3 separate regions of the Sus scrofa genome follow, and regions 1 and 3 are each linked to region 2. Evidence: chromatin contacts called from public HiChIP or PLAC-seq data. All regions are on one chromosome and are shown on one strand. Each heading gives the region's core, a stretch centred on a gene start, on an enhancer-like site or on the middle of the called end of the contact. The rest is flanking DNA. Distances are from core to core; before and after follow the strand shown. Region 1 holds the start of MED16 (mediator of RNA polymerase II transcription subunit 16). Region 2 holds the start of POLR2E (DNA-directed RNA polymerases I, II, and III subunit RPABC1). Region 3 holds the start of CFD (complement factor D).

The links. HiChIP or PLAC-seq counts read pairs in DNA pulled down with a chosen protein or histone mark.
Region 1: a contact with region 2 is called in an H3K27ac HiChIP or PLAC-seq map of alveolar macrophages. The contact joins the promoter of MED16 here to the promoter of POLR2E in region 2. A contact is called at or near these places in 1 of 5 promoter capture datasets (liver), 2 of 47 Hi-C or Micro-C datasets (epiblast stem cells and liver) and 1 of 2 datasets of contacts at active chromatin or transcription factors (alveolar macrophages).
Region 3: a contact with region 2 is called in an H3K27ac HiChIP or PLAC-seq map of alveolar macrophages. The contact joins the promoter of CFD here to the promoter of POLR2E in region 2. A contact is called at or near these places in 1 of 47 Hi-C or Micro-C datasets (epiblast stem cells) and 1 of 2 datasets of contacts at active chromatin or transcription factors (alveolar macrophages).

Annotation. Positions count from the first base shown.
Region 1 is chr2:77,489,383-77,493,036 of Sscrofa11.1, forward strand. MED16 (mediator of RNA polymerase II transcription subunit 16) reads left to right here and starts at 1,571. Exons shown (of 16, transcript XM_005661362.3): 1 at 1,571-1,714; 2 at 3,100-3,277. The coding sequence starts at 3,145.
Region 2 is chr2:77,329,325-77,332,976 of Sscrofa11.1, forward strand. It overlaps POLR2E (DNA-directed RNA polymerases I, II, and III subunit RPABC1), which reads left to right and starts at 1,431. Exons shown (of 7, transcript XM_003353962.4): 1 at 1,431-1,618; 2 at 2,956-3,130. The coding sequence starts at 1,562.
Region 3 is chr2:77,510,476-77,514,225 of Sscrofa11.1, forward strand. It overlaps CFD (complement factor D), which reads right to left and starts at 1,513. Exons shown (of 5, transcript XM_013994801.1): 1 at 1,189-1,513; 2 at 524-680; 3 at 293-437; 4 at 1-210. The coding sequence starts at 1,246. All of the region lies in intron 15 of MED16 (mediator of RNA polymerase II transcription subunit 16), which reads left to right. It overlaps ELANE (neutrophil elastase), which reads right to left. Exons shown (of 5, transcript XM_003122986.4): 5 at 3,294-3,594. The coding sequence ends at 3,388.

The DNA of each region.
Region 1 (3,654 bases), core at 321-2,820, 160 kb after region 2:
GAGCTTCCTGGGTGGCTGGAACAAAGTACACCACGCTGCAGTTTAAAACCACAGGAATTTAGCCTCTTCCAGTTCTGGAGGCCAAGATCAAGGAGACTTAGGGCTGAGCTCCCTCTGGGGGCACCAGGGGAGGGTATTCCCCATCTCTTCCAGATTCTGGGGGCTCTGACTTCCCTTGGCTCTTGGCCACATCCCTCCAGCCTCTGCCTACATCTTTATGCGGCCTCCTACCAGTGTCTTTAAATTGTGTCACCCTGGGTTATCTGCTTTTATCCTGATTGCCCTTCTCACCTGGCCCCAATCAGGGGTCCCTGCTGTCCACAGGGCTCCTCACTGTTGAACCTCACCCTGATCTCCATTTCCCTGAAGATGGATTATCTGCCTCAATTACTGGGAATCCTGCAGGTGACATTTGTCTCTTTCCCCCTGTGTATTTATTTATTTAACTGTTTATATCAGTACAGACGCCTGGACATTCGCTTTCTTGTTTGGGTTACAACACAATATCCTTTCATTTTGTTGCTCAGATTGTTCCAGGTTTGGATACTGGGAGCTCTTTCAGTGATTCCTGTCTCACTGAGGCGGGGTATTTATTTATTTGAGCACCGGGCTCCTCTGCATATTTGTGCTGCCTTCTAGAACCAGGCATTTCGCCCAGGAGCCCAGTTCCTTTCACTGGGGCAACGTTTAGAAACCAAGAACTGGGTGCTAAGTGTGCTGAGTTCCATTTTAACAGGCATTTTAAAAAGTTTTAAACACAGATGCTAAATAATGGAAATCCAAATGGCTCAGAGGACATCAGGAGATACTGGATTAACCAGCTTGGAGGCTCCCACCTGTGAAGGGGACCGAATTTCTGGTGCCTGGAGGCCAGTCTGGACTTCAGGGCGCGGGTGTGGTGGCTCTAGGGGACTCCACAGGCCTCCTGCACTGACACACAGACTCGGTCCTGCGGCTGCCCCTAGCTGGCTGTTTTCTTCCCACTCCGATTCCCTGAGCCCGGCCCCCATACCTTTGCCCAGGCGCTAACTGCAGCCCAGTACACCTTCCCCGAAATATCAGGAGGTCTTCCTAGAAAAGACTTTCCCAACTGGGGAGAGCCCGACAGAAAAAGAACCAGCTTTTGATAGCGGGAGACGAGTGAATCCAGAGAAGCCCACGACTGGTTAAGCCGTCTTGCTTACGGGGAAAAGAAGCAAGGAAAAGCAAAATATGGAACGCTTCACGAATTTGCGTGTCATCCTTGCGCAGGGGCCATGCTAATCTTCTCTGTATCGTTCCAATTTTAGTATATGTGCTGCCGAAGCGAGCACGACACCGGGGTTAACCCGACCGCTATTTATAGGGCGGAGTATAAAATACTTTACGCTAAGGGTGAATTCCGTTTAGAAGAAAAATACTCAGTAACTTGTCTCTTCTTTTCTGATATCAGTGCAACAATAGCTTAACAGAATGAGGCTACTCACTGAAGTTGAGAAAGTGTTCTTTCACGAAATATAATTCGGGTGGCTGTTGGGAAACTATCAATGTATGTATGCAAATTATATCGGTAGTGGGGCGGGGCCGGAGCCGCTGCTGTCCCAGAAGTCTCCGGGAAACGGCCGCGCTACGTGGGCGACTCGTTGATCCGGGGAAGATGGCGGTGCCGTAGCCGCGCCGATAGGTGGAGTGCAGGCCGTGGCCGTCCGCTCGGCTGGGAGAACAGGCCGTCCCGGTGAGCGGGGACTGGGGACTTGGGCGTTGGGCCGGCCTCAGGACGGTGCCTACGGCCGCGGCGGCGACTAGCGGGCCGGGGGCGGGGCCTGTAGGGTTAGAGGGCGGGCCTGGAGAGCAAGGGGTGCTGGGTACGCGCCCGGGAGCACGTTGGGCGGGGGGGGGGGGTCGCGACGGAAACTTGGGGGAAAGTCTGAGGCGTCTGGGAATCCGGGCACTCCGAGCTGGGGAAAATCGGGGCTGGGCCTGGAACCTGATCAGGGGTTGGGAGGTCTAAGGCTGTATTTTCCTGGGGAGGGGCCTGGGGATTCTGGTGGGCTGGAAGGCGGCCACTGGAGACCAGCACCTGGCTATTGGGTAGTGGTCCCTGGGGTGGAGCCTGAAGTGGCAAAAAGAGGCGGGACTTGGAGGGTTGGGAATTTGGAGGTGGTTATAGGGAGGCGAGTTGTTTGGGAGACCCTGGGGAGAGAACAAATTTAAGCTATCCCTGGGAACACAAGGGGCAAATTGGGACTGGGGTCTGGAAAGCAAATATTGTAGGGGGCGGGGCTGGAGAGCTTTGAGGGCAGAGCTTAAAGACTGCTGAAGGGGCCTCTGGGCAGGGCCTTGGGGTTCCTGGCCAAGGCTTGAGGAAGCGGGAGGCCTGGGGGAAGTGATTGAGAAAGATGGGTTGGTCATACAGTCTCATTGGGTTCTGGTAACGGTGAAAATAACCGTAATCAATGCCCGGCACATAGACAGCAGGTGGAAATGTTCATTGTTTCCGTTGCGGTTGTTACCTTTGAAGTGCTGCACCAAGCTGCTGCCTGCCCCCCATCCTGCCTCCTTGCCTCTGCCAAAGGCTTCTCTAAGGATAGAGCAGTCCCACCTCTCCTCACTGCTTCATGGTCCCCATCATTGTTCACCTGGACTGGCATGGTCACCCCCACCCTGTCCCTAAGCCTTTCTCTCCAGACAGCCAGAGGGGTGTGTGAAACATAAGAAGGTCTCAGCTCCCCTGGGGCTCCCACCTCACTCAGGGTGAAAGCGCAGGCCCTGCATGACCCACCCCACCCTCACTTTACCCCTCCCTTCCTCTCACTCAGTTCCAGCAACATGGGCCCCCTGCCGCTCCTTGATGACCCTGGGCTTGGTCCAGCTTCTGGGCCTTTGCACTGGCTGTTCCCCCTGCCTGGGATATCCTTCCTCCAGGCTGCATTCCTGGATCCCTCACTTCTACGCTGGGAGGCCTCCCTGGCCATCCATGTGTCAGATATAGCTCCCCTGACATACACAGAGCAGGGATTGAGTCTTTGGGTCCCTGCAGTGACCCACCATCCAGCACTGCGCTCTGGGCCCTGAGGCCCTGCATGAACGTCTGTGACAAACTGGTCCTCCCTCCCTCAGAAGCTGGTGACCGCCCTCTGTGTATGACCTTGGCAGCCGGGCACCATGGACCTGGCGTACGTCTGTGAGTGGGAGAAATGGCCCAAGAGCACGCACTGCCCTTCGGTGCCCCTGGCCTGTGCCTGGTCCTGCCGCAACCTCATCGCCTTTACCACGGATCTCCGAAACGACGACCAGGGTGCGCCCCCTCCTGCCCCCCGCATGGGCTCGTGCCCCAGTGCCCATGGACCTCCAGGCCTGTCCAGTCTCTCAGGGTTCCCTCATGTGTGATGAGGGGTGGTGAGGGCCCAGAGGGCACCTGGCACCAGGGGGCACTGGAATCACCCCCAGGGGATGGACCTGTCCAGATGAGGGTGGTCCCCAGCCCCTGCTGAGGCTCCTGCCTGAGTTTTCCAGACCTTATATGTCACTGCTTGGCTTCTGAAAGCCTCTGAGCTGCAGCCTGCCTGCTGGGCCTGTGTTCTCGCTATTGTTGAATGACACATGCTCCTAGAGGAAAGGAGAAAAACACAGACATTTTGGATGAGGGGAAGAAAAAAAGGCATTACCTTCCCC
Region 2 (3,652 bases), core at 181-2,680:
GCATTGCCGGGAGTTGTGGTGGGGGTCGCAGACACGGCTCAGATTCTGGTGTTGCTGTAGCTCTGGCGTAGGCAGTGGCTACAGCTCTGATTAGACCCCTAGCCTGGGAATCTCCATATGCTGCAGGTGCAGCCCTAAAAAAAAGACAAAAGACAAATAAATAAATAAATATTGAATCATTGAATAAATGTATTACCGAGTGAGAAGTTACTGATGGCCTCCACTGACACAGGGGCACTGGGCTGGGCAAACCTCCTGTATGAACCGGGGTGGTGTATGTGTGTGTGTGGGCAGATGTGGAGGTTGTAAAAACATGCACAATCTTGGGGGCTGTGGGGTATCCAGGGGCTGGGGTGGGCCTCAGGGGACTAGGAAAACAGAGATGAGTGCATTTCATAAGCAGTGGGAGCTATGCCAAGCTCCTCCCAAGCTAACAATCCCTTTAGGTCCTCAGCTAATCCTCTAAGACGGGGACACTTTATTATTTCCACTGTACAAAGTGGATAACTGAGGATCTAGGGCATTAAGTTGGACATGGCCCTGAGTCAACTGAGAAAACTCCCTGCAGTTGATCACACAAACACCTACGAACCATCTCTTAGTAAGTACGAACATCCTGGGAACCGAGCGTACCCAAGACCCTGTCAAGGCCTCAGTCTCCCCTTGCTTCTGCCTACCTGAATTTTTTTTTTTTTTTTTGCTGCACCCCCTCAGCATATGAAAGTTCCCAGGCCAGGGACTGAATCCAAGCCGCAAGAGTGATCTGTGCTACAGCTGTGGCAACGCTGGATCCTTAACCCACTGGGCCTGGGATCGAACCCGCGCCTCCGCAGCGAGCGACCCCAGTCACTGCAGGGACAACGACGGATCCTTAGTTCGCTGCCCCACAGCTGGAACTCCTGCCTCGCTGGATTTTTTTTTTCCCCTTAATTTTTTTTTATTACTCAAATGAATTTATCACATCTGTAGTTGTATAATGATCATAACAATCTGATTTCACAGGATTTCCATCCCACAGCCCAATTACATCCCCCCACCCCCTAAACTGTCTCCTCTGGAGACCATAAGTTTTTCAATGTCTGTGAGTCAGCATCTGTTCTGCAAAGAAGTTCAGTCTGTCCTTTTTTCAGATTCCACATGTCAGTGAAAGCATTTGATGTTGGTGTCTCATTGTATGGCTGACTTCACTTAGCATGATAGTTTCTACGTCCATCCATGTTGCTAAGAATCTGCCTCGCTGGATTCTAAACGTCCTCCCTAGGCGGGCGTTGAGCAGAAACTACGCCTCCAGAGAGGCCTTGCATTCAAAACCACGCGAGATCTACCGAGGAGCGGGTGAGTGGTGTTTGCCCTCTTTTCGCGCAGCCAACCGCCGCTTTAGTAAGGCTCGGGCTGCCCTTGGCTCTGCCCCTCCCAAAGGTCGCTGCATTCAGGCTTTAGCTGACTACAGCCCTGTAAGGGTTGGGCGAGGTGGAGGGGGCCTGACAGCGGCGCGGCGCAGGCGCAGTGGGCACGGGTCTTGCCGAGCGCAGGCGCTGTAAGTTCGAGGGGGGCGGCAGCCATGGACGACGAGGAGGAGACATACCGGCTCTGGAAGATCCGTAAGACCATCATGCAGGTGAGACGCGCGGGGGCTGCCCTTAGTACTAAGCGAACGCTGTCCGGCGCGCGGACGGCCAGCGCGAGGCCCGAAGATGGGAACGAGCTTTTCTATGTCTGGCCGCGCGGCTCAGGGGAAGGTTCTGGCCCAGGTGGGGCCCGTATTGGGCCGGGGACAGAGGGGCCCCGCCGACCACTGCTGAGTGGCGAGTCCGAGAGACGCCGGGGAGAGGGTCAGGGTTTCGCTGGAGCTGGAGGGAGGGAATTGGCCTCGCGTGTTCCTCTTTCCGGAAAGTTATGGCACTGTTTTGAGGGCCTGATACAGTATTCCAGGATTGTGGATATGGAAGGATCCCTGGTTAGCTGGTCTCAATGCTGTCTGGTTGCCCTGACAGCGCGCCCTGGCCACCAACTTTGAGCTACTCGGGCTGATAGGCTCCAAGTCATGCCAGCTCCCTAGCTAAGCGTTCTCTGTGTGCCACGTGCTTTAGGCTACTCCACGGGAGGGGGCGATTGTGATCCCACGGAGGCTTCGGGCCTTGACTAAGACCACCCACCCTCGCCACGGCGGGGATCCTGCCTGGACTAAGCTGGGGCAGTGGCACCCATATTCTCCACCTCCTTGCAGTGCTACCCAAAGACAGGGTAGGAACAGCGTTGCTTCAGGCTGACCGTGTCGCGGGCCCTGGGTGAGAAGAGTGAGCGCTCAAGAGGGAGAGTCCGGGAGTTCCTGTTGTGGCTCAGTGGTTAACAAATCCAACTAGGAACCATGAGGTTGCGGGTTCGATCCCTGGCCTTGCTCAGTGGGTTAAGGATCCGGCGTTGCAGTGAGCTGTGGTGTAGGTCACAGACTTGGCTGGAATCCTGCGTTGCTGTGGCTCTGGTGTAGGCTGGTGGCTACAGCTCGGTTTAGACTCCTAGCCTGGGAACCTCCATATGCCGTGGGAGCGGCCCAAGAAATGGCAAAAAGGGAGGAAAAAAAAAAAAAGAGGGAGAGTCCAGCTGTGGGGTACTTGGCTGAAGAAAGGGGATTCCGGCAGAGTGGGTGGCTTTCTCTTTGTCTGGGTGGTCATCCGGTCTGTCCACTCAAAGAATCCCAGTTTCTGAGTCAGGACCTAGATCTGCTGGCCCCCAGGCCTTGGCCTGGTTTTCCAATAGCCTTCTGCCCCAGGCAGCCCAGCAGCACCTCTCCCAGACAGCTGTCCTTTTCTGCCCCAGACCCAAGGGCCTGGCCTTGGAATCAACAGCCCTCCTCACATCCCAGCCCTGCTCCCATCTTCCCTGCAGTGGCCTTGAGCACCCTGAGCCTTTGCTGTTCTCTCTGCACCTTGGTCACCTGATTCTTTTTCTCTGCAGCTTTGCCACGACCGTGGCTACCTGGTGACCCAGGACGAGCTGGACCAGACGCTGGAGGAGTTCAAGGCCCAGTTTGGGGACAAGCCCAGTGAAGGGCGGCCGCGTCGCACAGACCTCACGGTGCTGGTGGCCCATAATGACGACCCCACCGACCAGATGTTCGTCTTCTTCCCAGGTGAGGGCCTGCTCAGGGCAGCAGCAGCCACCTGCCCTGACACGCAGTCTGTACCCCTCATCCTTCTGCCTCTCTGCTGTATGTAGTGCCTCCACTGAGGCAGCCTGGCTCTCAACCCCAAAGGTAGGGGACCATGCTGGGTCACAAGCACCTTGGGGGCCCACCCTGGTGTGCCTCCAGGCAAGGGAGAGTGCAGAAAATGCCTGCTGAGCAGACCCAGAGGGCACTTTTAAGATTTACTTTATTGAATTATGTTTTACAATGTTATGTTCTTTTCTGGTGTATCGTAAAGCGATTCAGTTACATGCACATAATTATTCTTTTTCAAATTCTTTTCCGTTATGGTTTATTATAGGATATTGAATATAGTTTTCTGTGCTGTACAGTAGGACCTTGTTGTATATCCACCGTATGCATATAAGAGTTTGCATCTGAGAGTTCTCTTTGTGGCTCAGTGGTTAATGAACCCGACTAGGATCCATGAAAGAAAAAAAAAGAGTTTGTGCTTGCTAATCCCAAAAT
Region 3 (3,750 bases), core at 263-2,762, 180 kb after region 2:
GATGGTGCCATCGTGGTATGTGCGCAGGTTGCAGGTGGTGCGGTCCAGCACCGGTAGGAGCAGGTGCTGCAGACGGTCGGGCCGGCGGCCAGTGTGACTGACCACTCCCCAGCCGGCCACGTCGCAGAGCGTGCCTGCCGGAACCTCGTGGTCCTCTCGTTGCCAGGCAAGGGGCTGCACGGCAGGGCCCAGCTCGGCCTTCTCGGAGAGCTGAGGGTGGGGGCGGAAGCGAGCGTTAGGGGCAGCGCAGCCCCCAGTGCAGCTGGAGGGACTGCGGCTAGACTTAGCAGACCTTCAGCAGGAGGAGATCATGGTCGATGGTGTCAGGCTGGCTGTCTGGGTGGGGCACGGCGCGGAGCACGTCGTACAGGCGCTTCGAGGGCTCGGGCTGTGACAGGGAGTGCGCACCCAGGAGAACCTGCAGCTTCCCCTCGGCCCTGGAAGTGGAGTGGGCTCACATCAGAGCCATGTCCCCACCCGACACCCAATTCCCCCATTCCGCTCTTGGTCCTGGGCCACTCACACGTCCTCCAGGCAGTGTGCTGCACTCAGCACCCACTGCTCAGACACCAGGAAGCCTCCGCACACGTGCTTGCCGTTCACCTGCACCGATGCCATGTAGGGTCTCTCGTGGGACTTGGCCTCCTGGCCACCCAGGATCCGGCCACGGGGCTGTGCCACTGGAGGATGCAGGTCCGAGTGAGGGTGACTGCAGCCCAGACCTCAGATTCCCTCTAAGAGAGCGGCTCTGGCACCCTCAGACTGAAATTCCTTCCTTGGGATCCTCCCCAAAGAGTTGCAAACTCTGGGGGCCCAGGGAGGGATGCTGAAGAAGACAGACCGGGCGGTGGGGAGTGACAGTCTGGGGCAGACTCCGCGTACCTACACACTGGGCCCTAGAACTTCAATATAGACACAGACAAGTGGGGCTGATCAGACCCAACATCCTGCCAGCCGTTTGCTCCCAGCCTGGGCTTTCTGTTGTAGAACCAGAGGCTCTCTGAACTCACTAGATTCAAAGTTTTGAGAATTGCTTGGTTTTCAGAGCCTTCTGTTCATGTGGACCCTGCCCCCTCTCTGCCCACCTAGTGGGGCTGGAGGGCCATCCTCTTGAGCGGAGGGGTCCATGGCTGACTGCGCTGCAGGCTAGGGGCCCCCAGCTGGCACCCCAGTCCCGGGTCCACTCACCACATACAGCTGCTCCGAGGAGGATCAGGGCTGCCAGGTGCCCGGAGCGGTCTGCCATGATGCTGCTGTGGCCTCAACAATGGCCCAGGGCAGGGCTCTGGGGTTCTTTTATGAGGGTGGAACGGGGTGGGGGGGGAGCTCCCACAGGTCCTATCTGCCAAGTGGGCAGTGGCCCAGCTGAACAAAGGGAAGCCGTCCACGCCCTTCTCTCCCCCCACTTCCCCCGCCACAGTGCTGTGATTATCTTCCCCTAGACTTTGTACCAAGAGTAGATGGGCTGCTGGACCTGCCTGCCACCTCTGTCATTCTGTGGGAAGAGCCCCTCAGGATGGGCGGTGGGCAGAGCAGAGGGATGGACCCACCCACCCACCCACCCTGACCCCCAGCCCAGTCTCCCAGAGTGCCCTTCCAGCCCCAGAGTTTCGCAACAGCAGCTGGAGAGCAAGCCCAGTTTGTAAACAACCCACTTCCTCATTTTCTGCCCCTCCCTTCTTTCCCTTCCTCCTGCAACTTGGAGCTGAGGTCGGGTGGGGGGGAAGGTCATCCAACGCCCTTGTCCACATTGCTGTGACTCTGGGGCTTGACACCCTTTAAGTAGAATATTGTTGATGAGTAGGGACAGCTGGAAAGACTGTTGCATACAAGTGACAAAAAAATGGAGTGTAAGGGGCTGGAACCTTCAACAAGAAAATTTAAATGGAAAGTTTATGGGTCTACCTTCAGGTGTAGCTTAATCCAGGCACCTGAACAATGTTTTGTTTCTTTTTTTCCTCCTTGATGGGTTGTCTCCTCAGCAGTCTCCCCTGTTGTGGCCTCAGGGGCCCTAGACTCAGACCAATGGCCCAGTTATTCCCTCTGCCAATTCCCCATCACTCTAGCCAGCATCTCAAGGCGGCCTCTGATTGGTTGAGTTTGGATCTCATGCCCCTAAAGCAGCCATTGTGGGTTGGCAGGTTCTGATGAGCAGAACCTGGGTCACATGGTTCTCTGTAAGCTGGGGATGGTGGGTCAACATCTCATGAACCTCTTCGGGGGAGATGCTGTGTGTAACCACAAGGGTGGGGAGGACCGTGAACGTCCCCAGGAGGAACAGTGCATGGTATTTTCTCCTTTCCTTCTTTTTTCTTCATGGTGGACCATTTCACACATACAGAGAAAAATAGAAAACAGCATAACAAATGCAATTTGTTAGACCCTAAAATGTTTCCTTGCTCAAATCAGAAACTCTAAAACAAAAGCCCATTGGAATGTGGAGTGCAGATTATGTAAGTAAAAGGATTGGAAATTGCAGCAAAATTTGGAAATTACCCAAAAAGACAGAATGGTTCAGTAAATAACCCTGCAGATCCTGGGATGCTTTGTTGACATGGAAAGACCGCCAAGATATCGTATTAAGTGGAAAAAGCAGTTGTAGGGCAGTGGGTCACCTGCCTGAGCAGCTGGCCCTTGTGGGGAGAGGTGTTCTGAGGACAACCTTAGGGAGAAGCTGGAAGGCAGAGGGAACAGCACTAGTTAAGACCCTGAGGTGTCCCAAGGCAAAAGGTTGGGGAAGTGGAGGAAGGATTGTTTCCGTACCCAGTGAGGCCGAGACTGGCCTGGACCCCAACCCCTGATTGGGTCCTCCCCAGACAGTGCCTCAGTCTTCCCCATGGGGAACTGAGAATCAGAGAAACAGTGAGCAATTTGCCCAAAGTCACAGAGCTGGGACTCGAACCCAGGCCCTGGAGCATGACTTTACAGTTCTTTGCATCTCTACTTCCTCGCCTGTAAAACAAGGCACTTATATAAGAACTACTTTAGGGGCTGGAGCCAGAAACAGATGAGTGAAGATTGCAAAGATTCAGAATGATCCTTGTGACTCAGAATGAACACCTGCTATAGTGCTTTGCATTCTTGCCACCTGCAACAAGAGTCTAATGACATTTTATAGGAGGGGAAGCCAGAAACGGCTACTGGTATCCTTTAGTGAAGTATGAGGAAGGGACTTTTTATCTTGGTGCACTAAATTTGCTGCTACTTGGTAGCAGCGTACTTGTGACATGCTCAAGACATTCACCTGAGGACTTCTGACACTCAGTTGCACAACCAACAAACACCCAGGCACATTCTACAAAACAGGGTTTTTATTGTGTCAGATGCTGCATGATGCTGCATGGGAAGAGCCCAGCCGGGGGGAGTGGGGTAACAGGGGCCGCCTTTCTAGAGGGTCCTGCCCACAGGGATCCTGGGGTGGAGAGGCGGGCTGTCATTATCACCATAGCGTCGGATAATGGAGTTGATCCAGTCTGCAAACTTGGCGGTGGAGGCAAAGGTGTCTGGGAAGAGCCCAGAGCCACAGCCCCCCCGGATGAAGGAATCTATCCCCTGGACCAGCCCATTGCAGACCAAGGGCCCGCCGGAGTCCCCCTGTGGAAGCAGACAAGTTTGGGAGGCTGGGCTTTCAGGCCCCACCCTAACATCCCCACCCACTGCCCTTCAGGAGCTGGAAGTTCTTCCAGGGGTCTTGGTTGCTGCAGCCTGGGTGGGAGCAAGGGGTGGGTTGTGGGAACGCAAGATACGTAC